Linked DNA regions of Mus musculus: regions 1, 3, 4, 5 and 6 are each linked to region 2. A link is a contact called in public ChIA-PET, HiChIP or PLAC-seq and promoter capture Hi-C data. All regions are on one chromosome and are shown on one strand. The core of a region is the stretch at or near the end of the contact, and the rest is flanking DNA. Distances in the headings are between cores, read along the strand shown.

Region 1 (4,572 bases), core at 1,707-4,206, 290 kb after region 2:
ATCCTGGTTCTGCAGACAGCAAAGTGCAGTAGCAAAACACTGGAGCAGGAGTCAGGCAGGAATCTCGGGATCTTGTACGAGGGCCATAGGGCTGGTCCCCGTCACTGTAAAGGGGGAGAAAGTTCCCAGGTTCCTGTCTAGATTGAATTTCCTCTCCTTTTAGCAAATGTTGAGCAGTCTACTGGGCACACAAAAAGCCAACAAGACACAGGCTTTGTCTTCATGAAACTCCCAGTGTTGTGGAGAGAGCCTCGGAGGGTAGAAAGCAGCACAGCAGGGCCAAGGGTGAGTTCAGCATTGAATGGGAGCTCTGTGCAGAGGGATGCTTCTCAGCCTGAGGGCTCAGAGTCAAGGAGGACTTCCTGATGGAGATGATATTTCCTGCCCCCCACCCCCCCAACGTAAGCTAGAACATGGGATGGGAAGACCAAAAGGAGGCTCCCAGCAGAGTCCGGCAGGGTCCGGGGACAGATGGTACAGTGGCTTGGACCAAGGTAAGAAACAATTCAAGGTGACACAGAGCAGTCAAGTAGCCGAAGAGGATGAGCCCAGCAATGTCCTTTGAACTTATCCTCTAGGACCCAGTTCCTGTCCCCAAGTGTGAACCTGGAACCAGCCTCAGTTTCCCATCTGTACACTCTAGGAGTAGGTTTAGATGTTTGCCATTTAGTCTGTGAAAATAGAAACGTCTTAAAAGAGATCTAGGGAATGTCGGTGTGCTTCCTGCCATGTGACCATTCCTCCAAAGGACAGAATGAATGAGCCCAAGGAGGATCACAGAGGAGGTCTAGCCCAGTCAGCCACGACAGAGGCAGCCGGCCGGCACAGAATCGGCTAGTTTCCCTGCCTGGAGAGCTACAAGCGACTTTTCCCTCTGCAGACTGTGGTTTGTCCACTGGTAAATGAGACCCTCTCGGGATCCCTTGAGGGTGCTCTTGAAGGTCAGAGAGAAGTGGGAACTCTTGCACTGGCTAAGTGTTTTCATGATCCAAAGAGGCGAGCTGTTGTATAGAGTTGACGGTGGTGATGAGACCCCAGGTGTCTGGTGGCAGACTCCACTGGAGGCCATGCAACCCACAGATTTGTTTGTTTGTTTGGTTTGGTTCAAGTGGTATTCGGTTCAAAGTGGAATTAGTTGGCTGCATTACAGATGGTTGTGAGCCACCATGTGGTTGCTGGGAATTGAACTCAGGACCTCTGGAAGAGCAGTCAGTGCTCTTAACCACTGACTGAGCCATCTCTCCAGCTCGAGGTTTTACTTCTTAAAAAAATTATTTCTTTATTTTTATTTAATGCACATTGGTGTTTTGCTTGCATGTATGTCTGTGTGAGGGTGTCAGGTCCCCTGGAACTGGAGACAGTTTTATTCCCATGTAGGTGCTGGGAATTGAACCCATGTCTTCTAGAGGAGCAGTCAGTGCTCTTAACCACTATACCATCTCTCCATCTCCAAGAGGTTTTACGTTTAAAAATCTTCAGCTAGTCTTGAAAACTTGAAAGATTGGGCAGCATTGAAACTGCTTGGCTGATGCTAATCTGGGCATCCCTCTGCAGACACAGCCCTGTCCAGTCCCTCTCCCTTATTAACCATTAATTAGCCAGCCTAGCTCTTAAAGGTGGCTTCGGTTTGCAGCCCCTGTCTTCAACAGCCATTCATGTGAACTTGCTCATGAGGCCCTGCCCAGAAGCAACAGAGATTCAGCCCTTAGCCACTTGCACTAGATGGACTTGGCTAGGGAAGAAAGGTGGCCAAGGGCAGGTAGTTTTCAGTACTCAACCTTTGGAAGTGCTTTGGAGGGCCAGAGGCTTGGCCCTGGAAGGCTTTAGGGAGACCCTGGGATTTCCTCATCCCTGCAGGAGAGGTGGTCGGCCCAGCCTAGCTGGCCTGGGCTGGCCAAAGTTTCACCTCTGGACTATCCTACTTTGTTGGTAGGGAGCAGGGGAACCCCTGGCTCAGTGCAGCCGGTTTATGTGGGGAATGTCTGGTATGTTTGTCATTTGGGTGTTTACTTTCCAGGGTGCTCACGGTCCCTGGTGTTGAAATGTGGCTTCTCTGTGTTGGAGGGGAGTCTTGTGGGCCTGGCTAGTGGCTCTAGGCCCAGAGCCCAGCAAGGCTCTTCCCCCAACACTGCACCCCTCTCTCTCTTTTCCATGCCAAGGAGGAAGATTGAATGTGCCTCTAGAGCATGTACGGTGTCTTAGTTACCTTGTCACATGCAAAAAAAAGATGCTTGCAGAGCCTTTCCTAAGCTCCAGGCTCTGGGCTGGATGGAGCTGTGTCCTTCCAAACCCACTCTGTGCCATCCCTGTGCACTGAGGAGTCAAGATTCAGAGAGGCCACGTGACTCGCCCAGAAGCCCACAGCCTTTCTAACAGAGCATCTGATCTCCGACCCTGAAGAATGGTACAGCTTGTGCCATGCCCACATGCCCAGGCCTGGCTCTCTCTGTGTGTGCTACCGTCCTAAGACCCTTCAGATTCTAGCAATACTGTTAGCTTCTGCTTTTCACTGTGCCCCTGCCTGCCTGCTCTTAATGTTCCTTTACTGCTTTATCCATGTTACCTTCTGTGAGAGAGTCAGTGTATTTCCTGCACCTTGGGTTAAACGTGCTGTTTTCTTTCTTGTTCTCAAAAAAAAAAAGAGAGAGAGAGAGAGAGAGAGAGTCTCACGTAGCCTAAGCTGACCTTGGCCTAGATACTGTAGCCAGCGATGACTGAATTTCTGATCCCCCTGCCTCCACTTTACAGGTGTGCACCACCACGACCAGTTCATGCAGTGCTGAGGGTGAAGCTGGGGCCCTTCTGCACCATAGGCAAACACTGTCACTGAGTCATAGCCCCAGCCTTCAAGAGACATAATTTTGAAACTGCTTTGGAAATGTCAGATGTCACACGTCAGTCTCATGTGGCCACCGAGGCAAAGTGTGTGGCCCGAGGAACATGATCAAAGGTGAAGACTAAGCTGAAGAGAGCGGGAGGGGCCCTTCCATTAGCTCTGCAGCTCTGCAGCTGTTACCCTTTCCTCTTCACTGTACGGGCAGTGGTTTTTTTGGTTTTTGGGTTTTTTTTTTTTTAATTTAAAAAGACCCAAAGAGGAGAAAGCAGAACGAACATTGCTGTCAGAAGTAGAAGCTTCGGTTGTGACTACATGTTCCCATTGTGAGAGGACATGGCTGAAAAGACTGTGTGTGTGTGACACATGTAGACCATAAGCCTTTCCATAGAGCATAAATGTTTGGGCCCCAGGGGCAAAAGATCTAGATTTGAACCCTGAACTGTCACCGATCATACCAACAGCTTTGTCTATAAAGGGAGAGGTGGTAGAGAGCTGTGCTAGAGAACCCCAAAGATGGAGAAGTAAATATTGTTTGTTTGTTTGTTTGTTGTTTGAGACAAGATCACACTGTGTAGCCCTGGCTGTTCTGGAACTTACTCTGTAGACCAGGCTGGCCTTGAACTCACAGAGATCCTCCTGCCTCTGCCTCCCGAGTGTTGGGATTAAAAGTGTGTGCCATCAACGACTGGCAAGAAGTAACTATTCTTGATTTAATTCATGAATATACATTGAAGGCCCTTTCCTTCCACAGGGTGTTCATCTGGGTGAAGGCAGTAGAGAGAGGGTAAGATATTTATGTAGGTAGAGTAACTATCAATAGATTGATAACCTCAGGGAAAAGTGACCAGAGACAGAAGCATACGTGAGAGAGGTGAGCACAAGTCATCAAAAGCCCCTGGAAGGAAACAGACAGGAAGATGATAAGAAGAAAGGCACTCTCCATTGAGGTGGCAGTGAAATGTAGAGCAAGGAGTCCCAGCAGAAGGGACAGCACTCGGAGAACCTGGGGACAGGGAAGAGCACTGTGCTCTGATGATGAGACAGGAGGCCCCAGTTGCTGAAGTCAAAGGTCAAAAGAAGACAGGCTATGGAAGAGCCGGTCAGAGACGGTTTCCTTCTCCCACTGGGCCCTGTAACAGACAAAGGTCTGTGCTATAGGTAATGGAGGCTGTGGAGGGCTGAAAGCAGAGATGACTGACATTTTAGCCAGGGGAGGCCTCCCGGGAGCCTTTGCGGTGGTGAAGGGCTCAGCTGGGAGGGTCTGATTGGGAGAGGCTGTGGTGATGGTCATCTGATCCTCTGGTGCTTACAGGCAGGATCCCTGCAGACTGTTAAATGGGCTGCCGGGTGGGGTGGGGTGGGATTAAGGTGATTTCAGGTTTGCATTTGGTTGAACAGTCAGGCAGAGGGCAGTACTTACAAAAAGAGCACAACCAGAAGAGAAATGTGTTTGTAGGAAGACTGGCCAAGGGCTCACCATGGCCCTCTGAGCAAACTCCTATACCCACAAGTCCCCCCGGGAATCAGATTACAGACAGATTCCAGTCGGGCAGGTCTGAGGTGGAGTTCAGGAAGGAAGCAGAGGACAGGCAGATGACTGTCCGCAGACCTGCTCTCTGAGACTTAGGGTCCTGGAGCCTCCACCCTTACCACCAGCCTCACAGTGCCTGATGGCAACTGTCCAGAAAGAGTTAACAGTGACGGTGACCCCAGTCCCTACATTGTGTCCTGCCTGA
Region 2 (4,790 bases), core at 2,051-4,550:
CATAAAAACCAAACAACAAACAAAAACTAGAAAGAATCTATCCCCCACCACAAAACTCAGTAACTTGGAGATGGCTGGAACTCTACCTATAAGAAAGAATGATGGAGGGAAACTCTCCCCACACTCTGAACATCATCAACTCTGCAAGACCTCAGCCACTTCTCCAGAAATGCATTTGAAGTTTTATCATTACAGGTCCTTTCTCTCCCTTGTAGTAAGAAGGCCACCCCGCTGAGAACTGCTTACCGTTACAGTACTCCAGCTCAATCAGCAGGGTGGTGTTGTCCATGAAGTGGTTGTAGTAGGCAATGATGTTGTCGTGCTGTAGCAGTGCCAGGATGACAATCTCATTCAGGGCATCTCGACGTTCCTTCTCAGATAGCCGGGTCAAGTCAACTTCCTTCCACACCACCAGTGAGTCGTCCTGCAACACAGGAGCAGGACCAGTGTGTTTCCCTCCCGCCTGGCAGTGCACGGATCCAAACCCAACCTGGGAGCCTAGAAAGGAGCCTCCTAGAGGGGCAAAGAATGACTCTTTACTCCTTTTGACAGACTTAAGGTTCTGCACAGTTATTATACTTTGCTGAAGAACTAGGGGAGACAAAGACTGAAGGTGGCATTTTCTGGCTTGGAAAGATGGTTACGTGTCTAAGAGAGTATGTTGCTTTTGCAGAGGACCAGAGTTTGATTACCAGTGTCCACTCTGGGCAGCTTCCAAATGCTTATAGCTTTGGCTCTGGGAGGGCCCGGGTGGGACCCAATGCTCCTGACCTCTGAAGGGACGACCCTCACTTGCACATACCCACATAGAGACAGTGAATTAAAACTGAAACTAAATCTTTTAAAAATATATATAGTGTTATTTTGAGGGCTGGCAAGATGGCTTACTGGGTAAAGGTGTTTACTGTTAAGTCTGATAGCTTGAATTTGAGCCCCAAGAACCTGTACAGCGGAAGAACTGACTCCCACACACATGCAGAAAAATTATAGAAAAAAAAATCAAAACACTACTTTGTTGCTACTCTTAATTTGTACAGTATTAGTTCCGGGTATTAGTATTAGATGGGACCTGATCTCAGGAATTCTACTGAGGGATCCTGCGGGTCCCTAGTGATAATGGGACTTGGGGCAGAACTGGAATTTGAGGAAGAAGTGCACAGCACTATCTCCAGCTAACAGCAGGGGCTTATAAAACGCAAATATTAAACCTGCCTGATTCCATAAACTTAAACTTCGTGACTTTCATTTACTCTTTCTGAATAAGACGCCCCCCCCCCCAATCCCACAGGCCCCTGCTTTTTTTAATCCTCATAAGGTGCAGTCACTTCCATTTTGGGGTACTTCGCATTCTTTAGCTACTGCTTCCTGGCCTACCAGCACCCACTGTAACATTCCTTTAGGATACCTCAGCAAGTTTCTTTTGGAAAACTTTAAACTTTTTCCCATATGTGTAAACACCACTCATCCTCAGAGCCTGCACTGCCCGCGAGGAGTCCTCAGTGCTTTTTTTTTTGTCTCCTTGGGATATCCACACCTAAGACCCTGTTACTAACATGACTGGCTGGTCTTCTTGCTGTAACTATAACCTAGAGGGAAAGGGCTACTTCTCAGAAGCTTTGTAAGTTCATATCTTATAAATACCATGTGACAGAGATAGCGTCATACAGTTCTGAGAAGTGTGATAAAATTAACTCAAAGCTAGTAACCAAGTTGAACATGACATATAAGACAGAGATAGGAAACTGGTACTCACTGCTCAACGGTGAGAAAGTGAGCCACTTAACTATACTGACTTAAATGCTAGAAAATAATCGGCACAAATAAGAACATAGGCGACTACAGATGATAATGTCCACTAATGGGTTGGTTACTGGAATAGAAAAGAACACAAAGATATTTTCTTGCAACTACTTTTCTTCCATCTTTCATAGATATATGCTGGACGCTGGAGGTATGGCTCAGTAGTGGAATGCCTTCTGAGCACTGGCAAAGCCCGTTTTATCCCCAGCACAAAAAGTTCTGGCTGGGAGCAGACACTAGAATTGCAAGTGCATGAATCACCTTTTGCAACCTCAGCAAGTTCTCATTAAATGTTTACCCTAAAGCTAGAGTTTTAAGGCTGTGGTGATTAGACTCAAGTTATGGTTAACTTTTGGAGGTAGACTCACTACAGGGTTTTAAATCAGTACACATTCTTAATTTTGGATTCAGTAACTCATGGGTCTCTCCATTGTGACCTTATGCAAGAAGGTGGGAAAAATGACTTAGCTTCCTTGGGTTCTCAAAGAAAGGGGTCCTTGTTTCTCCAGACTCAACTCCACCAATAAAGTATTTGTCTTATACAATCACTGAAGGAAAAGCAAGAAAACAAACAAACAAACAATGATCTTTCTGGTGATCAAGGAAATCCTCCGAGTGATCATTTATGAAAAAAACAAAAACAAAAACAAGAAAACAAAGCCTACAGGGCTAGCAGTGTGTTGTAGCTGCCAGTGTGGCTATTTGGAAGTACACACCAACTCCCCATCCCGCCCTTCAACAGCTATACGAAAGGAAGTAAGCTTTTACAGACTGTTCCCAAAGAGCAAGTAAGCTTTTTATATTGTTCCCAATGTGCAAAGCACCTTCGTTTGGACCTCAAAATAACCTTTAAAAAAGTAAAGGTTTTTTTTTTGGGGGGGGGGGCGAGGTTGTTATCGCTAAGTCCAATTAACAAATGGGAAAACTAAAATGCAAAAGACCGCTCAATGACTCGCTCAGTGACAGCGGTGATTAAACCAATGTCCTACAGCAGGGGAAGCGAAAGCACGGTGGGGTTCCCGAGACCTAAACCCCAAGGGACGCCTGACCATAGAGGGCCAGGGGCAAGCAGCACTGGAAAGCGGGGCCGGGAAGGAGGGCGCGGGGAGGCCCGGCAGCGGCCGGAGCCGAGGGCCGCTACCTCGGTGCGGCGGTACAGCGTGGCCTCCCCAAAGGCACCGCGGCCCAGAACGCGGATGGGGATGTAGTGCAGCTCCTCCTGCTCCGCCGCCCCGCCGCCGGCTCGCGGCCCTGGGACAGCGCTGGGGCCCGGGCCCGAGTCCCCGCCACCCCCGGACTCGCTTCCGAAGTCCGAGTTGATGGAATCGCAGTGTCGCTCGTACTCGCCCAGCACCGACATGGCGGCGGAGGCCGCAGCTCGCCGGGAGCCGCCCGCGTATCCACGGCGGGCAGGGCCGGCCGCTTAGCGCCTCAATGGCCTCAGACGCCAGGCAGCGGCTTAGGTGGCCCCGCGGCCCAGGGAGCTTCCATGGTGGCTCCTGCCCCCTGACCCGGAAGCGGTTCTTAGTGTTTCCGGCTCGCCGAGGTTTTCCCTCCGCCTTTCGCGTGCCCACTTGTTGCAGATGCGTCCCGCACACCTTGGGCGTCGCTGGCCTTCACACCCGCGAGTGTCGTGGAAGCGGAAGAGTGACCACACGGCGGGTTTGCAGACCGCTTCCCTACAACCCCCTACCAGCTTTCCAGACTGCGTCACATTTTGGAGGTGGTCCAGGCTAATCCTGGCGACACGTTTGTCCCAGGAGCTGTGACTGTGTTAGCTGTCACTTGGCTTGTTGGGCAGGGCTCCTTTTTTTTTTTTTTTTTTTTTTTTTTTTTGTAGCGATAGTGTAGCAAAGATAATGGAGCAAGCTAAAACATTAGACTTCTGACAACTTTAACAATTCCTTCTTCCTTCCTCCTCCTCCTCCTCTCCTCCTCCTCCTCCTCTTCCTCCTCCTCCTCCTCTTCCTCCTCCTCCTTTTCCTCCTTTTCCTCCTTTTCCTTCTTCATTAAGTCTATAAAGTTGCAGGACTATGACCACCACAGGGTTGCCTAAGTTGGGACAATGCTAAAGGGTTTTGTTTTTCTTTTCTTTTCTTTTTTTTTTTTTTTTTAATGATATTATGGCCCCAGATCCTCAGAGCGCCATGAAAACAATGTTTATGTGTCTGTTGGGGGTGGGGTGGGGATTGTTTTAGGTGATACAGCTAGTTAGGAGGAACTTGAGAGGCAAACCCTGCAGTCTGGCCCCAGAATTAGGAAAGGGCAGGGCGTGATGAAACTAAGGTTATGGGACTGGCGCCATTACACTTGTTGGGCAGAAGCAGGAAGTACACTTTGTATGTTGTACAGTTTGGTGTTTCCTGTGGACAGTGGGAAACTAAAGCAAAGGAGTAGGTGATTAGGGCTCTGTTTTGTGTGTGTGTGTGTGTGTGTGTGTGTGTGTGTGTGTGTGTGTGTGTGCCGATTGAATTCAAGTTGCCTGATTTGCATGGCAAAACCTTTATCCACAGAGCCATCTTACTGGCTCTCAAAGCTCTAGCCTTCTGAGGAAATCTGCTCAAGATTTCTTTCATTAGCATAATGATTAAAACATCCTTTTGCTTAAGTGCCCTGCAGTAAATCAGTGACTTTTTTTTTCTTTAATTTATCTGTTTTCACTCCCTGTGCTTTAAAAAACAACAATTATAGAGGAATCCTTGCTCACCCAGACAAAGGGGCACTAAAGATTAACAGACAAATACACCTCAAATGGTTTCTGCTAGCTTTTATTTGTGAAAGTTTACACAAACATCTCCAACAGGTGAGCCTGTATAAATCCCACATGCCTCTTCCCATTAACAAACAGAAGATGGCTCTGATGGGGGTTCATGACAATGGTAAGGAACAAGGTTTGTTGAAACTGTATGATTCTCAGTTATTTTGACTATGCTGGAACGGAGGGAAGCAGATAATATACCTGTTTATAAAGCGGATATGCTGTTGTGCAC
Region 3 (4,569 bases), core at 1,230-3,729, 260 kb after region 2:
AGTTGACAGATTCCTTTAGATGAATTCTCTCGAGGTAAGGAGGATATAACCGGCCTGGCTAGATTCAGGGACTGTGTCACCATTATTCCATTGGTGTCTTGATTTCTCTCTATTTTTATTTGCATTAATATTATTATCAGTAAACATCTTTGCTCAGGTGGCATCTTCCAGTTTCAGGTCAGCTTCTGGTAGCCTCTCTCCCTGGCCAATCCAGAGAACTCCTAGTTTCCTCCACTTTATCTGGGGTCTGTGGTTATCTCTGAATCAGCCCGATGGCCCATGGATGTGCATCTTATTGGAAACTTGTTTGTTTGTTTGTTTTATTTAGTTGCAAGAGACAAGACACCTAATTCAGACTGCCTTAGCCTAGACCACTGTTTCCCTAAAAGCCTAAGGTAGATCAGTTGCATCAGGAGATTGCATGTTCGCCCAAAGGAGCCAGTTGTGGCCTTCCCTCCAGCCTTGCCCAGAAACAATGACTACACAGAGAGGTCTGGTAGGAAACGGTGTGGCTAGGAGGGAGGTCTGAGCTGTATTTGTATAGTATCCAATATAAAACTGGGTAACAACTATATCAAAATGGGGGAGCCTAATAGATATTGGGGAGATGAAAGGGAATAAAGACCCCTTAGTGCCCCCACGCCAATGCCTTTCCTGTAGCATATTTATTTTGTGGAGGAAGTAGTGACCCAGAAGGACACCTGTCACCTAGCCATGATCCAAAGTAGGCCTTGGAGAAGAGCAGCTTTAAGGACACATTTTCAATTATTAGGCCCTGCACAGAGATGAGTTTAGCGTTTTCAAAGTCCCACCAGAGGACACACAGAGGTTTAATGCTCCACCTGTTCCCTGTTTTCTTTCCCATAAACATCAGATCCTCATCTTAGGGGAGAAGCATCATGTGAGCCAGTTCCCCAGTCTCCAGCTTTGATCTCTGTGTGTTGTAAAGGTGCTGCTGGCTTTTCTGGGATGGAGAATCATGTCCTACAGGAGTGATTCACATTACCACGGAGTTTGTGGCGTGTGTTCCTTTGGAGTCTTTCTTTTTTTTCCTTTCATCAGTGTTGTGAGGGAAGTGGGCTGATGGTGGCGGGGAAGATGGACAGTGATGTCATTAGGGCTTGGTCTGTTTCTTTCCATTCACCTGTTCCCCCCTGCAGGAAGACTTACGGGTAAAATGGAGACCGATTCCTCCCTGCAGGCAGGCACGCACGTGGAGACCTGCTTGTCCGGCTTGGCGCGTGGACTTCCTTCCCTCCCTGTTGGTCTTTCGATCTCAGCATTTGTACTCTATGAAGACTTGAACTTTTTCTTTCACTTCCTTTCTTCTATGGGTGATGACCTGCTGTCTCTCTGAGAAGGAGGCCGAAGGTCACTGAGTGTCAACATTGCCACTCCTTTCTGATTTAAGAGGAAAGAGGGCGGGGGTCTGCCCCCCCCCCCAAGGGTATGGAGACCTGTGTGTGTCTATGTGTGTGTGCAAATAGTTCTCAGATGCCACACGCATTTCTGCCTGAGACAATCCGCCTTTGAGGGACTGTCATATTTTATCTAGAGTGTTCTTTACTATCTACTTCTGTAGCAGGGTGGGAAGAGAGCACGGAAGCTGGCCCTGGAGTCCTTGAGGAAGAAGGCCTTTGGAGGTTTGGCAGAAGTCAGGTAGGCTCACTGCTGCGTCCTGTCAAAGGGAGGCAAAAGCCTGCTGGAGTTGGGCAAAGAGCCCTGGCTCAAACTGGGCCAGCCACTGACAACAACGGTGGCCTCAGGGTGCAGTTCCACTTCAGGAGCTCGTTCATTCACCGCATGGCTTCAGGACGTCAGGACGCTTTGGTGGACAGTGGGTAGGGATTAAGGCTTCCAAACGCCTTAAACCCCCGCCCATGCTCCTCCGCGGAAAAACAAAACAAGCTTGCGAGATCCTGCAGCGTCCGAAGACACCACTGCGCGGAACCCTCGCTCTGGATTTGGGGGAGAGCGCACCGGACGGAGGAGGATGGTTCGGCGTGGGCTGAGCTGGAAGGGGTTCTCTGCTCATCCGGCCGCCGCCTTCGCGTCGCTGCCTCCCGGGCTGTGTAGCATTTTGGGGGTGGCGGCCGCAAGGCCGAGCAGGGGATGCGCTTACATAACCGCTCGCCGTGTCCTGCTGCCTCGCGCTCTCGGGAGCCGCGGGCGGGGCGCGCCGCCGGACCGCAATGCTGCCGGGACCAGCGCGGCGGGGCCCGGGCCGGCCCCGCAGGCGGAGGAGCGCGAGCATCGGCGGGAGGAGGGCGCCGGCGGCGGGGGAGGTGAAGGTCAGTGGGTGTGAAGCGGGCGATCCACACCCCCTCCTCCCCGTCCCCTCCTTCTCTTCCTCTCCGTCCCCCTCTGACGTGTGGAGCTGGCAGCTCGGCCGGTTCCGCATTCCCGACCCCTCCCCGCCACTCAGGGCCCGCTATATAGCCGGGGCTGATGCAACCCGTCCCGCCGCCCGCCACAGCCTGCGGGAGGGACACTCGGCGGCCGCGACGGGGGGCGCTGGCGGCAGCGGACGCTGCAGCGGCGGCGGCGGGGCTGGCGCCGCGGCGGCTCCCGGGCCGGGACGGGCCTGGGCAGCGGGCGGCAGCAGCGCGGAGTGGGCACCGCGCCTGCAGCAGGGTTCTGGGCCCGGGGCCGCCGCCTCCGCCAGCGGCTTCTGCACGGTGGGTTCACGGAGGGGGGAGGCGGGGCTGCGGGCACCTGGGGTGGCCTCCCCCGGAGTAGCTACCGCTGGGGCTCCCGCCACCCCAGGGCCGGAATACTCTATCGGATGGCTGCAGCCGCTGCCCACCGGTGGTTCCCCGGCTGGGCAGGACAGTCCTGTCTGTGGCCGGGACAGCGGGGCGCTCCCTCCTTGCTTTCCTTCCCCAGTGCTCTTGCTGGGAGGCTGTGCACAGACGGAGGAGAGGGCGGGGTGAGCGGGAGAAAACTGTGCCGGGGACTGCGGGGGACTCAAGGGGGCATGCACGCCCCAGACCTGCTGACAGGTCGCGCCTCAGCCTCTTCCGTAGCTCTCTTTGCAAGACCTGGAGGGGAGGGTATTGAGAAAGGCATCTAACCAACAGGGCTTCCTTCGCTTAAGAGCATTGCTGCGGCGGGCTCTGGCTGGGTTAGGAGGGAACCACGGGGCAGTCCCCAGTTCCCTTGGGATCCCGTCAGGCACATCAGGTTATATAAGAAGGTAAGCAGGCTTCTTTAGGTAACCTGCCCAGTTTAGAAGGCACTCTTCCTCCCCTCTTATCCAAGAAGGCTAGGCTTCCTGGACCCTTGGAGCGGCAGAAACAGGCTTTGCCTGGGTATCTGGAGGAGCTGGCAGGCCTGGGATGCCTTGACTCATTTGCAGAAATGGATGGGCCATTTGGGGATAGAGGTGGAGAGGCGGGTGCAAGAGGGGAATCAATCGACTATTTGAGTCAGCTCCCCCTAGAAGATTGTCCAGCCCTTATGTGTTGGAGTGGCACCTTCCAGGGGACTGTGGCACAGGTCTGTGTATTGTTAAATCTTGGGCCACTCTACCCAGGATCTTAATTCAGGCAGCATGGGAAACAGGCTCTGTACCACAGCTGGGTACCTGCCTGTCCCAAAGGCTGTTAGCAACTGTCTTCCTCGTCCCTCGACCTCACCCCCAAGTCTCCCCCACCCTCCAGGGTTTAAAAATCACCCCCTCTTGCTTTCCCTGCTTTTCAGCAAATCTGGCTGGCTTCAGCTTGGATGGCGGGCTTATCTTCCCGTGCAGGTTTCTAGGGAAGAGTTTAACCGGGGATCAGGTGTGAGCAGGGTTCTTTACAGAAACCTGAGGTCCGGGGATAGAAACAACTATTCTCCTGCCTCTAAGGCGCCAGAGGTTTCACTTTGCCTAAAGTAGTAGGGAGGATGGATTTCTCAAAGACTCCTCTGTTTCCCTTCCACGTTGGCTTCAGTTCAGAGGAGCTCTAGAATCTTCCTGAAGAGCTGGGTGCTGGGTGGTTTGAAAGGTTGCAGGAAGGACTGGGGGGAGATGGCCTCTGAACCTTTTGTCAATAAATTGGTTACAGTAATCTCCAAGGAGACAGGTCTATCATGGTGACGGTGTCACTTAGGAAAAGCTTCGGTACATGTGTCCCTTACTCATCCACTGACGCCTTTTGCACTACCAGGGAACTCCCCTGTCTTCCTGGTCTGTTTATCTTTCCCACCTGTTGACAAGATATCCTTTCCCACTCTTTCAGCTTGCAGAACTGGGCCTCCTGGGCCTCGGTTTGTTATGGAGGTACAACTGGTATTACAATTCATAGCCCTGCTTCCTCATCCCATCTCCCTCGCTCCCTCTTCCTAATTATCCCCCCCACCCCCCACACACACACACACTGGAAAGGAAGAAGCCAGCACAAACCCTAGAGCACAGACGCTAGGCTGGCCTGCCTTGTATCCATTCAGCACTAACTCTCCCTGGTCCCTCTAACCCTCCAGGGCTGGGGATAACTCTTATTCTTTTCTTCAGCAGAACGCAGACTTTCTTTCCACGGGAATGAGTTATGTTTGAGACCCAAAGTGGGAAGAAGAGAAAAGGAGTAA
Region 4 (4,509 bases), core at 1,835-4,334, 350 kb after region 2:
GATAGACTTTTCAGAGCTAAGAACTTTGTGCACATTATAACTCATAACTACTTTGGTTGTTGGACTATGCTTTTCTTTCTATGAAAGCAGTGTCTCTGTCTTGCTTATACTTATGATTCTTGATTCTTGTTACAACACATAATAGGTGGGAAATCTGTCGGGTGAAACTAAATGCAATATAAATAAGATCATTATAATCCTTAAGGGGTTTTTAATATACTTAGGTTTAGAGAAGATGCAAGTCGTAACTTCTAGTTGTATGGGAGCTTAGTCGGACCTTATTCAAACAGCCCTTTATTGGGTGCCTACTAGGTACCGGACATGGAACTGTAAACATGAGACAGTCTTCAGCTTGAACAGGGGCCACATCTCACCACCTTCATCGCCACCTCTGTGATTCATGCTACCAGTATCTTTTCTTTTGTTTAGGACAATGAGATTACAATGTTAAACCCAACATTGTAATCCTAACTGGTCTTCCCTCATTCACTTTTCTCCCCACAGGAAAATCTCAACTGTGTCTAAAGGGATCCCAGGATACTCCAGTCAGAGCATGTAGTTCCCCTGCTCTCACACTACCAACGTCTGCCCACCTGGGGGAGGCAGCAGGCTTGACCTTACAAGTCTTCAACTGGGTCTGAGTCAAGAGGTGGACTGTATCTTCAGCCCACTGAACATTGAGCGACTTTGTGACTTTCTTTGGTCAATAGGATGTGGTAGATGGGACTCTGAGCTAGACCTGATCATGGATGTTGGCAGGTTCTGAGTTCTGCCTTTAGAATCCGGCACCTGCCAAGGGAACAACAGGCAGGATGGCTGGGAGGGTGGGGTGGGGTGGGCCAGGGAGAACAGACCAGTCAGTTACCAACCAACTCAGCAGCTGAGAGGTCTGGATGAGATCAGAGCTACTGTGGCCTTCTGGAATCTTCTGAATGACCTACAAACTCAGCCAAAAGCATGCCTGTTTAAAGCTCTCGTGAAGTCCTTGGTATGTTACACAGTGGAAACTTACTGATAAACTGTCTCGTTCAGGGGAAAAAGTCAAGTGTTTTGCCTGGCACATGGTGGGTGCTCAGGGGACGCTTGATTAAATAAGAAATTCCCAAATGCAGTTTGCCTTCCAGTGAAGAAAATAAGTTCTAAAACAATCAGCGGCTACGATAAGTGCTCTGAAACAAACAGGCAGTCGCAGTGGCTAGATCTGAGGATCTAGGGAACGGGGCACGGGCCTGTGGTTGGTTCTCTGGTTACTTTAGAATGAGGCAAAACTCCTCCCAATTGACTCCAAGAGCCTTGAGAGACGTCCCGGCTGATCCACGTACCGAACTTATCCCCTACCAGTCCCCTGCCACTCTCAGGACCTCTGATCCGGAGACACTGGGCTCTCTGGTGTTCCACCTCAGGTGTGTGCCTGGACCTTTCTTCACTTAGCCTCTCTGCTCCCCCTCAGGTTCCTGCTCACGTGTGACCCCTTCACCAAGCCCTTCCTGGCCAGCTTACAAAAGTGGCCACTCTTCGAATTCTCCTACCCTGCTCTATTTTTATCTGTGACACTTGACACTCCCTGATGTATTATGTCAGCTCAGTTGTTTTACCTGTCTGCTCTCACCACTAAATACAAATTCTACAAGGATTGACTTTTATTATTATTATTATTATTATTGTTATTGTTATTATTGTTATTATTATTATTTTGATAGGTTTGTCCTTAGAACAATATTGTCGTCAGGCAGAATTGTAATCAGTGGATACAAAAATGCTTTAGGAGCCATAACATATTGTCAGCCCTCAGATTAATCGAGGTGAGCATTTGAGCCACACTGGGAATAGAGTAAGAGCTTTTATTTTAATATGTGTGCGTGTCTTGCCTGCACATATGTATGTGCCCCGTGTCCATTTCCTGGTACCCGAGGAGTCAGGAAGAGGACCCCTGGAACTGGAGTAACAGATGATTGGGCCACTGTCTGGATGTTAGGACTAGATCCCAAGTCCTCTGGACGAGCAGCCAGTGTTCCTAACTGCTGAGCATCTTTCCAGTCCCCAAACTTTAAAAAAAAATAGCCAAAACACTGGGATGAGAATGGGACTGTTCACTAAAGCGACAAGCGTGTTCGTGTCATGGGACACATGCCAAACACCGCCACTCCACAGCATGCTTTACAGAGTGGGGGACATTCCTATTCAAATTGTCATCCCTCATTGCAGTAGCCCTGAAAGGTAGTAGGTGGGGCAGGTTTTAGGTGTGTGTGTGTGGTGGGAGGCTGGGGGGGGGGGGAGTAGGGATAGGGAGTCACTGGATTCTCATCATATCGATCTGACTCCAAGTCCAGAGCCTCTGTCCCTCATTTTGACGTTCTCTCCTTGTTGGGTTATGACGTCACTGACTTCTGAAGACTCAAGGTCAACCTTGAACTCCTGAAGGAGCCCCTCCACAGAAGGTAGGTATCCTTTCTCTAGGGAGAATGAAAGTGTCTTGCTAAGAGGACAGGGGATAGATAATAAACTTCTTTAGCATCGATTCCAGAGACTCCCCGAGACTCTCAGCTAGCCCCAACGTCTTGCTTGGTCATCTGTAAAAGGCAGTGCCCTCCTTTCTTTTTGTCCCCAGCCCACCGAACTGTCCTATAGGTGAAGGAGGAAGGCCGGTCATAAAACAGGATGGGCAGTTGCTTTCGGGTGAAACCCAGAAAGGGTCCTCAGGCTTGTCGCTGACTGTATTTAGATTTAAAAATCAAGGCCTGTGACCTGGAGGCTCTTTCCTGCTGCTCTCTGCCATGTTGACAGCAGAGAACTTGCTAATTCTGGCCGGGGATTTTCCCTGTGTGGCTGTTTTTCTTCTTTATCTTCATCAATTGAAGAGCGCTCGCTCTGCCTTTCAAACTGCCTGCCGGAAGATACTGGGGGTTTGTGTATTTTTTTTTCTTTCACCTAATTCTGTGGTCTTTTCCCAGATGTGTATTTTCTCTCTACCTTCTTTCTAACTTGTTGACGTTTCCGCCCATGTGACTTCCAGCTTGAATTACCAGAAACCACAAGAGAGGGCCTGTGCGCAAGCCCCAAAGCAGCGAGATGTCCCTGTGGGGAGCAGTCCCTCTGCACCCGAGAGAGAGGAGGACGCAGGGGTCTGTCAGAGGTTGCTGTTGGGCAAGCAGGGGAGGTACCTGTGGAAGGTGGTGTGCTGGTGGCCCCCTAGCAGTCAAGAAGGGGAGCCAGCTAGTGAGAAGATCGCCCAGAGGCATCTGGGACGGTGTGGGAGAGCCCGGAAGATTAGAACCATGCCTCACAGCTCCGACAGCAGTGACTCCAGCTTCAGCCGCTCTCCTCCCCCTGGCAAACAGGTACCCCCTTCGTCCCCCTCCCCCACGCCCCGCATGCCTTGCCTTCTGATTTTCCTGGGGTGGTAGAAGAGGGGTAGGCTCCCTTGTCCTGCCCAGGGAGCTCTGTCTGGGGAAGGAAGTAGCTCGTGGCAGGAACTCTCTAGCAGACTCTGGACCGTGTGGTGTTTGCTATACAGAGGTCCAAGGGCTGAAGCTTCGCATCCCGCCACAAAAGCCTCTCTTTCCAAGAGGTACCCCTCGTCTCTGCCACTTAGGTTCCCACCGTGAAACTTTCTAGGAAGCTGGGGGCAGGGTGAATATCACAGAGCTTAGAAGTATGGTCAACCATAAGCAGAGGAATGTTCCAGTAGATCGCTGCTTCGGGCTCCACCCAAATCCTAGAGTTGTAGCTTTCCAGGAAAAAACCAAGCAAGTGGCAAGACAGAACCGAGGTCAGGGAAGAGAAATATAGCAAATCAAAGCAAGGTAGACAGGAGGAGAAGAGTGGCAAGATCTGCCTGCGGATTGCCTCGGTAACTCCAGCAGTCCGTGGGAAGGGAGGCTAAAGCTACAACCTGTATCTTTCCCCCCCACCCCCCATGTGGCTTCCAGATAGAAGAAAGAAGGCCATGGTCCAGGAGGCGTGTCAGAGACTTTCACTAGTAGCTAATATCATCCCTGAAAAACCAGGGATGGAGGGAAAGATTCTGAGACTCTTAGACTCTTGACTGATACCAAGCCGAAATGTCTCAGACTGAAAGATGCCTCCGATGGGATGCCTTTCTCACCTTGTGGTTTCTGGGTCTCTCTACCACGTTCCTGATGCCCCTTGTTCTAGACATTTCTCCTCCTCATCCAACATAGACCCACGGATTAAACTTTTTTACATCTCATCTTAAAAACTATATTCTTTCCTTAGCACACATATTGGGAGGGGCTCAGAGGTAGAGTGTTTGGCTCACACACATCCAGGGGGCTGCAAAACGCTACAAACAAAATAAACGTAAACTACCTGACCACCGGCTCCCACATCTGTCACAAGCCCTCACCAAAAGCCATACTGGTGAAGACCTCAAGAGGGAGATAGTCCCTCGCTCACGATGGTATCAGAGCAACTCAGACTGCCTGGAAGATGGTACCCCAGTCTCTTCTTAAGAAGGAAATTACTCACAGCTTCCATGGCAACCTAGTC
Region 5 (4,439 bases), core at 1,915-4,414, 290 kb before region 2:
CTAGTTAATAGCCTGCCAGTTGTGAGCCACCAGGTGGGTGCTGGAAGCCACCAGTGCTCTTACCTGCTGAGCAATTTCCCACATTCATAAAACCATGTTTTAAAGAGAGTTTTTAAAAAGAAGGGAGGTGTGTGCTGAATAAATTTGCTGGCACCTCTGAGATCCCAGCTAAGCTGTGGCTCCAGCCCCTAAATCTTTTTTAGTTCTTGATACAGACATGTACACCTAAAATTTCTCTTCAAATATTTGTTTAGTTTTATCCCATGAGCTGTGGTATGATGTCCTCATTTTTATTCATGTCAGAGTAATATTTCTGATACCTGTTGTGAAATATTTTGAGCCCTTGGTTTTTTTTAGTAATTTATTGTACATATTTATGCACTTCCTTTGTTCTGTTCAGTTTTGCTTTGTCTGTTCTGAGACAAGTTGTCAGGTATAGCAGTCTAGTCTCAGGCGTCCCTATGGAGCCAAGAATGACTTTGTCATTGACCTCCTTCCTCTGCCTTCTGAGAGCCGGGACTGCAGGCAGAGGCCATAGTGCTGGGGTGGTGCTTTTTGTTTTCTGCATGATAGGAAGCAGTTTGCCAACCGAGCTATATCCCAACCCCTCAGAAAACAAAAATTTTACCCCCTCCATTGTGTTTCAGATTGTTGTTATAATGAGAGGATTGCCTGGCAGTGGAAAGACACATGTTGCAAAACTTATCCGGGTGAGTATGGGAAAGTAAAATAAGGAAAAGGAAAAAATGAGTTGCTTGTTAATGGGGTAGTATTGTATTCAGGTATCTCCCAGTGATAACTTATGGACGTTCATGGGGCCTTATAAGTTTTTCATCTGTTTAGACAAATAATTTTGCCTCTGATTGATTTGAAACCACCAGAAATTTTTATTTTAGCCACAGGTGGGAACTTTAGTGTTCATCAATTTGGTTCTTTTTTTTTTTTTTATAACTTCATTGTTATATTCTTAGGATAAGGAAGTAGAATTTGGAGGACCTGCCCCCAGGGTTTTAAGTCTAGATGATTATTTCATCGCTGAAGTAGAAAAAGAAGAAAAAGATCCAGATTCTGGAAAGAAAGTAAAAAAGAAGGTATGTGGATCCTACTAGACCTGTGTTGGGATGTGAAGGAAGATGTGTTCAGGGAGAGATGGGGGAGCAGTTGTTTGTTTGTTTGTTTGTTTGAGGCAGGGTTTGTTTATGGTTTGTTTGTTTTTGTTTTTGAGGCAGGGTATTTACTTATGTAGCCCTGGCTGACCTGGAACTTGTCAGGTAGATCAGGTTGACTTTGAACTCACAAGATCAGCCTCACCTACTTAGATTCAAGGTGTGCACTGCCATGCCTAGCTTGCACTGGGTTGGGGTTTTTTTGTTTGTTTGTTTTTGAAGATGAGAATTTCCTTGTCTTCTGGACACAAACTTTGGTGCTTAGGTGGGAAGAAGAGGATGCAGTCATCCTGCTTCAGTTGAGCCCGGCTCAGTCTGGTTCCTTACTCCTGCTAATAACCTCCTTTTCTCTGTGGGGTCTTAGGTAATGGAATATGAATATGAAGCTGACATGGAAGAGACTTATCGCACCAGCATGTTCAAAACTTTCAAAAAGACTCTAGATGACGGCTTTTTCCCTTTCATTATTCTGGATGCTATCAATGACAGAGTTAGACATTTTGATCAGTTTTGGAGTGCAGCGAAAACCAAGGGTTTTGAGGTATAGTCTTAACTTTGAAGCACTTTTAGTGTGAATTTGTATTTCTTGGCCTAATTGTTACACATTTTTATTTAGGTGTATTTGGCTGAAATGAGTGCTGATAACCAGACTTGTGGCAAGAGAAATATTCATGGAAGAAAGCTTAAAGAAATAAACAAGGTGATTTTTAGAAACATGGTATGCTGGAGAATCCCAGACATCATTCTTTCAGCACTAGTAATGCTGTCTTAAGTCGCTCAGAAATCTTTCTGCCTGCTTTAATAAATGTTCTCCTTTCTGTCTTATAAGTGGAAAGGGATGCCTAGCTCTTCTTAAAGCTAGTCTGTTAAAGTTATAGCATTAGTTGTGTTTCTCTTGACACTCTCCTTAGTCTTTATTGGAGTAGTTGTCAGAGTTAACTTGTTCTGAACATCTCAATAGATGGCTGAACACTGGGAAGTTGCACCTCGTCACATGATGCGTCTAGACATCCGCTCCCTGCTACAAGATGCTGCGATTGAAGAAGTGAGTATACTCTGCCTCAGGGCAGTGCAGATAAGCAACACCTTCTTCACTGTGAAAATCTGAAACTTCCAGAAAAGTTACATGAGCACTTACATACCTTTAAATAATCTCAACCAATTCAGGTGTTAATATTTCCACACATTTTAATAAACACCTTATAAATACTTAGTAACATTATTTCATACCATTACTATACAATCATATGAGAATTGTGTTGAAAAACCTCATAACCCATCAGTCCGGAATATGTTGTTGATGGCTATCTTCTAAGAACAAGGACATTCTCTAATAAATCCATTTAATTATAAAATTTAAGGTAAGCATTAGCTGGGCTAATGGCACACACTTTTAGTCCCCCAAAGGCTGACAGATCTGAGTGAGTTCAAGGCCAGCCTGGTCTACAAAATGAGTTCTAGGACAGCCAGGGCTTATAGACCTGTCTCAAAAAAACAAAAAGGAAAAAAAAAAGTTTACATTGATATGATACTATAAATTAAATTCTTTTGTGTTTTTATTTACTTAACCTTCTCTTCCCACACCCCCTAGGCACCTCTTTGATTCAGTCCTTGAGCAGATCGATCACCACCACCCCCCACCCCCGTTTCGACATCAATCTGCCCCACCTGTCTTACACCTCCTTGTCTAGGACTAATCTGTTCCTTCTCTCTCTCTCTCCTCTCTCCTCTCTCCTCTCTCTTACTTTCAGTTTGCTCTGTCCTAAAGGATCAGACACAGGGAAGTAGCAATTGATATCCTCTGGCCAAGACCACCCACCGCTTGGTGTGGGTGGAAGGCCTCCAACCCTCTGTCTGATCCCTGACAGATAACCCCCTATCTTTTATTCTTCTTGAAAACAAAAGAAAAAAGAAAAAGCCCTGTTACACATTGACTAGTAATGTCATTAGGGCTGTTGGCAGTTTCTCTAAAATTTGCAGGGCTGACTCACAGCTGGGACTTTGGGGAATTCCCTGTGACACCTCTCTCTGACCTCAGCGTTTCAAAAAACGCTCTATATCATGGGAAACTAGGAGATTGGGGAGGGGCAAAAACAAAACAAAAAAAGCCACCTGATTGCTTCCTCAATCGTGGCAGGTCATTTCGGCCTCACCCAATCTACCCCTCCCTCCTGCTGTGGATCTGGAGATCCTGGCAATTCTGGTTAATATCCACCCAACCCGGGCTGGATTCCTCCTCCAAAGTCAGATTGCCATCTTAAAGAGGGAATTTTCTCCACGGGAGCCCAACAGGGCACCCCAGCCAGCAGGGTCTAACCATCAGGTGCACCTCTGTGTGCCCTTCACGTCTGGGACAGAATGCAGCTCTCAAGAGCCCACCCCTGCCAGCCGACCCCTGCCAGACCGCTCCTGCCACCCCTGGAGGGAGGAGAGAGGGCTGTGGAGGCGATGGTAAAGGGGAGGGGATGACAGATGAAGGGGGAATGTAAGACTCGGGGGAAACGGGAGAGAAAATTCTGCCAGGATAAATCCTCCAGGCCAATTGGACAGAGTACACATGTTTATTTTTGTTAAAATGTTTTTTGGTTTTTCCCTAATATTGGGAATAACTCAGTATTAAAGTTCCCTGTATGGGAAATGTTTGTTTTTGATTGTTTGTTTTTTCTTAATAGTGTCAATGGTTCTTCTATGGAAGAAAAAATTTAGGGCGAGCTAAACTTACTAGTATAAAACACAACATAATCAAGGCATAAAGTACTAAGCCAGTGCTGTTTATATTTCCAAAGGTATTTATTAGTCATTCATTCATTGTATGGATGATTCTTATTGGCTGATTCAGATGTAGATACCTTAAAGAAAATGTTTGATGAAATAAAAAGGAATATTGCATTGTTGGGGATTGTAGATTGTTGCTAAAGAAATACAGGGAGGGAGGGAGTTCTGTTAATGACCCAGGATCTAGGATAGGTCTGTGAGGAATCCAACCACGGAAGGCACAGATTAAGATTGAGATTGTTTACAAACTCTTGGTGACTTTCAAAAGTTACCGGGAGATAATAACTAGCTGCAGCTCACTCTTGGATTAGCTACCCAAACGCTAAGTCATTTATATTCAAACCTTACAAGGTGATTAAACAGTCCAAGAACATTATTGGCTGAGGCTGAAGGAGAATTGGCTCTGGTGGAGACATTATAGGAAGGAGGCACATGTGGATCGCTTGGGTCCCAGCTGAATGGAACTTTAGTTATCCTGCCTGCTACTCGTTCTCCCAC
Region 6 (4,519 bases), core at 1,417-3,916, 370 kb after region 2:
ATGAAAGTCAATGGTGGCAGATGGAGGACCGGTCCTCTCTCTCCTGGGGAGCAAGCCCACCTCTCCATTGGAAACCTTCATCAAGAACTGTGGGCTCCACTTGCCATGTGTACTTGATGTCTGGCACATGGTGGCACCAACTCCAAATGCCATGTGAATTGGAAGGTTACCATGCTAACGATAGTGTGCATTTTCCTTTGGGCAGAAAAAAACTACAGAGGGTATTTCATCCTCTGGAAATGGCTGTTAGAAAATGCAGGAAGGTGGGGCTGGAACTATAGCTTGGCACAGGCTGCTCTTTCAGATGGACTGCAGCACCCACACAATGGTGTGCAACCATCTGTAACTCCAGTTCCAGGGGATCCGACGCCTTCTTCTGGCCTCTACGAGCACCAGGCACATCTGTGGTGTACTGGCATGCAGATACGCACATAAAATTTTTTCAAAGAAAATGCAGGAAAGTCAAAGCACTGGAGAGCTGGCCATGAACAGAGCAGAACAGAGCTGTAAGGCATATGCCTGGGGAGTCCCTGCTGAGCCCCCCGCATGAGCTCAGGCTGGACCCCAGCCAGGCAGTGCCAGCTGCTCCCAGTCTCTCTCCAGCTCAGCTGCCTGGGGCTGAGGGACTAGCCTGGGGATTCCCCTGTCACTCAGGAGCTCTGAGTGACCTCCTCTGCAGCCCCTCCAATTGGGGATTTCCCAGAATGTTCCCACACCTCAACGCCTCCTCCTTAGCCACCCCCAGCTCTTGATAGATAGAAGTGGCATCAGGTGACCCTACAGGTGAGGGAGGATCAGCTCGAGGGAGGGAGGGAAACTGGGAGGTTGGCCAGTGAACTGAGCCTGAGACAATCTAAGCTCACAGGCTCCCAAGGCAGGAGGCAAAGGACGGGTGTTTGTGCTGCAGCCTACAAGCTGTGTGGTCTCCTGACAGGTTGCTTAACTTTTCTGTGCCTCAGTTTCTCCTCTTTTGTAAAAGGGTGTGTTATGCAGTGGTGTTACCAAGATTAAATATGATGATAGCTATAAAATATACAAAAGGGTGGGTGTCATGAGGCATATTCCTTTAACCCCAGCACTCAGGAAGCAGAGGCAGGCTGATTTCTGTGAGCTTATGACCAGCCAGGTCTTCACAGTCAGTTCCAGTCCAGCTAGGCTCCAATAAGACTCTCAAAAAAATAAAATATGTGTGTACCATATATGCACATCTATTTAAATTGTGGTGCCAGACACACCCATAGGCACATGCACAAAAATATCAAAAGGCTTGGGGAGGAGATTACAGGCGCTAGTCTACTAATACATCTAGGTAGCCAATTTGGAATCTGAAATATTGGAAAATTCAAGGGGAAACTGGAGACACCCCCATTCCTGTAGCTGTCGACATTAGCTGCCCAACGGGCACCCCGTGTAGCCTATAACCACCAAATGGCAAGGTTAACCCAGATCTAGTTAGTTAGAACCTGTCACCAACAATACTAGTCCTCCCTGGAGGACCCAATGTCAGGAATAGCAGGCTCCAGCTGAGGATCTTTTTGGACTAGTCATCTTGCCTTCAGGCGAAGCAGCTGGCATCCAATAGGAAAAGAGAGTCCTCCTGGGGCCACGCAGCCAAGACCACCAATGATCACCATGGTCATGGAGCCAGGGCTGGCTCATGTTGAAAGATGACGCTTCAATGGAGTGCTCTTCCAGGGTGGCAGATGGAAGTGGGCGATTCTGTGGCTTCAGGGGCGTGGCCAACTCAGCCCGTGGTATTATGTGATGTTGTGCTGCTATCCCTTGGGAGGGCACTGGGGGCACAGGGGGCTGAGGACTTCTCGTTGCTCCTATAGTCAGACCCTCAATACAGGAGAGGCAGAAAGGAGGAATCCAGTGGGAGCCCAGATCTTCCTGGCTATGGGTCTTTGGATCCAGCATTTGAAGTTTTTGTGCTTCTGAGGAGACACACATGAGGACCACAGCACCTCTCATAACTGCTGCCACCAGCCTGTTTTTAGGGACCCAGGCAGTATGGTTTTGCTCCAGGTCTCAATTGGTTTCCTTGGTAGGATGGCTATACTGACTGCAGCAGCCGTTGTGAGAACCCTGATGGGCCTAACCACATTCTGAAAGGTGAAGAGAGCAGGCTAAGGTGGAGCAGGGAGGGAGGCAGGCTCGCTTGATCTCCACACTGCCTAGTAGAAGGACATTTCCTTCACACACACACCCTCACCCCTCTCCCTCACTGAGTTCCGTCCCTTCTCACACCCGGAAGTTGGGTAGGGGTATAGTCATTGTCTTTGTGGATAAACAGCTGACCCCAACTGTCCCTTTAGCTAGATGAGTCCTCTCCAGAGGCCCTGCTGCCCTCTACAGCTTAGAGGGATGGGGCCCAAAGCAGCCACTTCCTCCTACAAGTCATTCTTTCTCTAGGGAGTGGCCAGTGTCTGCAAGGCTCCGAGCTTACAGACATTCCTCTTGCAAGCAGCCGTCTGGCTTTAAGAGGTAAAGACACACTTTGCCTCATGGTGAGAGGCAGCAGGCAGTGGTTAGTCAGGTCTACCCCAGCGTGGGCTTTGGCATCTGTAGGCCCAGGAGGTGACAGGAGAAGGCCAGCGGGAGCTCCGCAGAGCGCCTGCTAGTGACTTGCCCTGCAGTCACTTCCCGAAAACTAGGCCGGCCTCTAGGCGGGGAGACGATCGGAGCCCGCCCACCCAGTCCGTCCCTCCTTGCTGCCTTGGGGTTTGCCCAGGCTCTTCGGAGCACGGAACTTACAGTAAATGGTGTAACCAGTGGAAACTCTCAGAGGGGGCGAGGAAAGGGCCAGGACTCAGGGCCCCAGTTCCCGTCTTAGCATACCGCTCCACCAGGTTCATTTCGCCCACCTTTCAGTAACGGGGCGCTGCCTTCCTGGTAAAAGGCTGACCTCCCTCTGGGATGTGCCAGAAAACAAAAACCAGCGAAATGCCCAGCTGGCCTCAGCCTGCAGGAACAGCAGCAGCCAGGGATTGAGCATCCAGTTGTCGGCTTCCCTCAGCCCGCTTGAGATGGGGGTTTCCTTTGCACCAGACTAGGGGCCCTGGTTAGCTCAGAGAGCATTCAAAGTGTCGCTGAGGCTCAGCGCCTTCCCATATGACCTTCAAAAGAAATGGAAGCTGTCTTGATGAGCAATGTCAGGGTCCTCTGCTCCTCCACAACTTAAAAGAGAAACCCCGACTGTACTGAGTTTCCGTGATTGGCAGTATAGCTGATAAATCCCATCTCTCCTTAGCCTGCAGCTCACTCCTGCTGGATCATTTAGGGTTAATTTTAAATGTCAAGTTATCGTACATCTGCTAACCACTATACTTTTGAGTCAACATTCTCATGCCAACAATTGATGTTATCAGCCAGTCAGTCCACAAACACTTAAGTTCACTTGGAGCTTAAACGGGCATTTAATACATGCTTAAATAATTAAAGCAGGCTTTAATTATTTGTATCATATTTAATAGGGTTTTTAAACTTGCCCGGGCGTTAAAACGACCTAAGACACCTGTTAAAAGCTCAGATTTCCAGAACTGAGGTGTTGGCTCCGTTGGTAAAGTGCTAACGGAGGACCTGAATTGTGTTCTCAAGCACCCATATAAAAAGTGGGGCGGGGGGAGCACGTGGCTGGAATGTGGGCGATGGCGAGATTGGAGGCAGATCCCTGAAAGCCCGAGGGCCACTGGCAGTTCCAGGTAATGAGACATCCTCTCTCAAACAAAATGTGGACGGTGCCCGTGGGAGTTCTTCTGACCTCCATGTGCGTGTCACACATGCGTGCACCTGCACCCATACATGTGTGCACACACATGGAAAAGAAAAGCCCAGATTCCAGAGTCCAAATTTCTTCCCAAATCCCAGATCTGCAGAAGAGCTGCCTGCAAGCTTCTGGCCTGAAATGAGGTTCCTTTGCCTCTCAGGGGACTTGGGGGAGGCCCCCAGGACTTGGCAAGGTTCTGTTTATTCAGGTCCGGGAACCCCATTATCTGGAGAAGTTGTTGTTTCTCAGCAACTTCTATGCCCCAGTGCTGTGGTGGCTGGTAAATGACGCAGTCCCCACAACACTGGAAGACATTTCTGGACCAAGCGCTTGTTGCCTCTGCACAGAGTACAGGGCTCCTCCTTGTTTGAAGTTTCACCCTCTATGGTTTTAGTTAGCCAATGTCAACTGTGGTCTGAGGATACTGAATGGAAAGTTCCAGAGATAAACAATTCATACGTTTTAAAATAACTCCAGCTATAGTATACTGTCATAAATGTTCCATTCTGTGTTTATTTATTGATAATCGCTTCCTATGTTTAATAAACTTCATCAGAGATTTACAGGTGTAGGGAAGCTCATAGTGTCTTCTGGGTATTGTCCAAGGCTTATGGATGGTTTGGAACAGGATCGCAAAACCCAGGAGGGAGCAGAATAGAATGCCAAGTCCATCGTAGATCCTCAATATTCAGAAAGGCTATAAGCACCCTAGCACCTGAGCAAAGCAGGCAGAGCGCGTGAGGCAACCAC

Evidence for each region. Promoter capture Hi-C pulls out the DNA fragments that hold promoters and counts their contacts. ChIA-PET counts read pairs in DNA pulled down with a chosen protein or histone mark. HiChIP or PLAC-seq counts read pairs in DNA pulled down with a chosen protein or histone mark.
Region 1: an RNA polymerase II ChIA-PET map of memory CD8 T cells shows a contact between it and region 2, with 109 read pairs. The contact joins the enhancer-like site here to the promoter of Nek9 in region 2. A contact is called at or near these places in 1 of 39 promoter capture datasets (macrophages), 2 of 484 Hi-C or Micro-C datasets (bone marrow-derived macrophages and differentiating embryonic stem cells), 10 of 115 datasets of contacts at active chromatin or transcription factors (VIP interneurons, bone marrow-derived macrophages, differentiating embryonic stem cells and 6 more) and 3 of 9 other capture datasets (adipose tissue, liver and macrophages).
Region 3: a contact with region 2 is called in a promoter capture Hi-C map of neutrophils, with 9 times the contacts expected there. The contact joins the promoter of Jdp2 here to the promoter of Nek9 in region 2. A contact is called at or near these places in 22 of 39 promoter capture datasets (the 3T3-L1 cell line, 3T3-L1-derived adipocytes, the C10 cell line and 14 more), 30 of 484 Hi-C or Micro-C datasets (the 3T3-L1 cell line, B cells, the C10 cell line and 25 more), 17 of 115 datasets of contacts at active chromatin or transcription factors (the SCID.adh cell line, astrocytes, bone marrow-derived macrophages and 13 more) and 5 of 9 other capture datasets (adipose tissue, embryonic stem cells, liver and 2 more).
Region 4: a contact with region 2 is called in a promoter capture Hi-C map of liver, with 4 times the contacts expected there. The contact joins the promoter of Batf here to the promoter of Nek9 in region 2. A contact is called at or near these places in 22 of 39 promoter capture datasets (the 3T3-L1 cell line, the C10 cell line, the HPC-7 cell line and 13 more), 3 of 484 Hi-C or Micro-C datasets (LSK cells, bone marrow-derived macrophages and megakaryocyte progenitors), 8 of 115 datasets of contacts at active chromatin or transcription factors (the HPC-7 cell line, effector CD8 T cells, embryonic basal ganglia and 5 more) and 4 of 9 other capture datasets (adipose tissue, embryonic stem cells, liver and 1 more).
Region 5: a contact with region 2 is called in an H3K27ac HiChIP or PLAC-seq map of extraembryonic endoderm stem cells, with 2.3 times the contacts expected there. The contact joins the enhancer-like site here to the promoter of Nek9 in region 2. A contact is called at or near these places in 3 of 39 promoter capture datasets (cranial neural crest, embryonic stem cells and hippocampal neurons), 1 of 484 Hi-C or Micro-C datasets (muscle stem cells), 1 of 115 datasets of contacts at active chromatin or transcription factors (extraembryonic endoderm stem cells) and 5 of 9 other capture datasets (adipose tissue, embryonic stem cells, liver and 2 more).
Region 6: a contact with region 2 is called in an H3K27ac HiChIP or PLAC-seq map of regulatory T cells, with 6 times the contacts expected there. The contact joins the enhancer-like site here to the promoter of Nek9 in region 2. A contact is called at or near these places in 9 of 39 promoter capture datasets (the 3T3-L1 cell line, the C10 cell line, cranial neural crest and 5 more), 4 of 484 Hi-C or Micro-C datasets (CD4 T cells, bone marrow-derived macrophages and megakaryocyte progenitors), 14 of 115 datasets of contacts at active chromatin or transcription factors (DN3 thymocytes, bone marrow-derived macrophages, cardiomyocytes and 10 more) and 4 of 9 other capture datasets (adipose tissue, embryonic stem cells, liver and 1 more).

What each region holds. Positions count from the first base shown.
Region 1 is chr12:85,621,920-85,626,491 of GRCm38.p6, forward strand. The region is part of intron 2 of Jdp2 (Jun dimerization protein 2); the gene reads left to right. Among named protein-coding and RNA genes, the nearest start is that of Jdp2, 25 kb to the left of the region's middle. Within about 2 kb of position 2,957, at least 91 of the 459 cell types and tissues checked have an H3K27ac peak or open chromatin away from gene starts, as enhancers often do. A contact at or near this core is called in bone marrow-derived macrophages, effector CD8 T cells and memory CD8 T cells, where this site is marked.
Region 2 is chr12:85,336,062-85,340,851 of GRCm38.p6, forward strand. It overlaps Nek9 (NIMA (never in mitosis gene a)-related expressed kinase 9), which reads right to left and starts at 3,301. Exons shown (of 22, transcript NM_145138.2): 1 at 2,942-3,301; 2 at 247-424. The coding sequence starts at 3,160. Tmed10 (transmembrane p24 trafficking protein 10) reads right to left here. Exons shown (of 5, transcript NM_026775.4): 5 at 4,553-4,790.
Region 3 is chr12:85,596,937-85,601,505 of GRCm38.p6, forward strand. It overlaps Jdp2 (Jun dimerization protein 2), which reads left to right and starts at 2,480. Exons shown (of 4, transcript NM_030887.2): 1 at 2,480-2,678.
Region 4 is chr12:85,683,636-85,688,144 of GRCm38.p6, forward strand. Batf (basic leucine zipper transcription factor, ATF-like) reads left to right here and starts at 3,085. Exons shown (of 3, transcript NM_016767.2): 1 at 3,085-3,338. The coding sequence starts at 3,276.
Region 5 is chr12:85,048,162-85,052,600 of GRCm38.p6, forward strand. It overlaps Ylpm1 (YLP motif containing 1), which reads left to right. Exons shown (of 21, transcript NM_178363.4): 12 at 648-710; 13 at 972-1,091; 14 at 1,531-1,707; 15 at 1,783-1,866; 16 at 2,128-2,211. Among named protein-coding and RNA genes, the nearest start is that of Prox2, 47 kb to the right of the region's middle. Within about 2 kb of position 3,165, at least 76 of the 459 cell types and tissues checked have an H3K27ac peak or open chromatin away from gene starts, as enhancers often do. A contact at or near this core is called in extraembryonic endoderm stem cells, muscle stem cells and pancreatic islet, where this site is marked.
Region 6 is chr12:85,703,020-85,707,538 of GRCm38.p6, forward strand. All of the region lies in intron 2 of Batf (basic leucine zipper transcription factor, ATF-like), which reads left to right. Among named protein-coding and RNA genes, the nearest start is that of Batf, 19 kb to the left of the region's middle. Within about 2 kb of position 2,667, at least 326 of the 459 cell types and tissues checked have an H3K27ac peak or open chromatin away from gene starts, as enhancers often do. A contact at or near this core is called in DN3 thymocytes, adipose tissue, bone marrow-derived macrophages and 12 more, where this site is marked.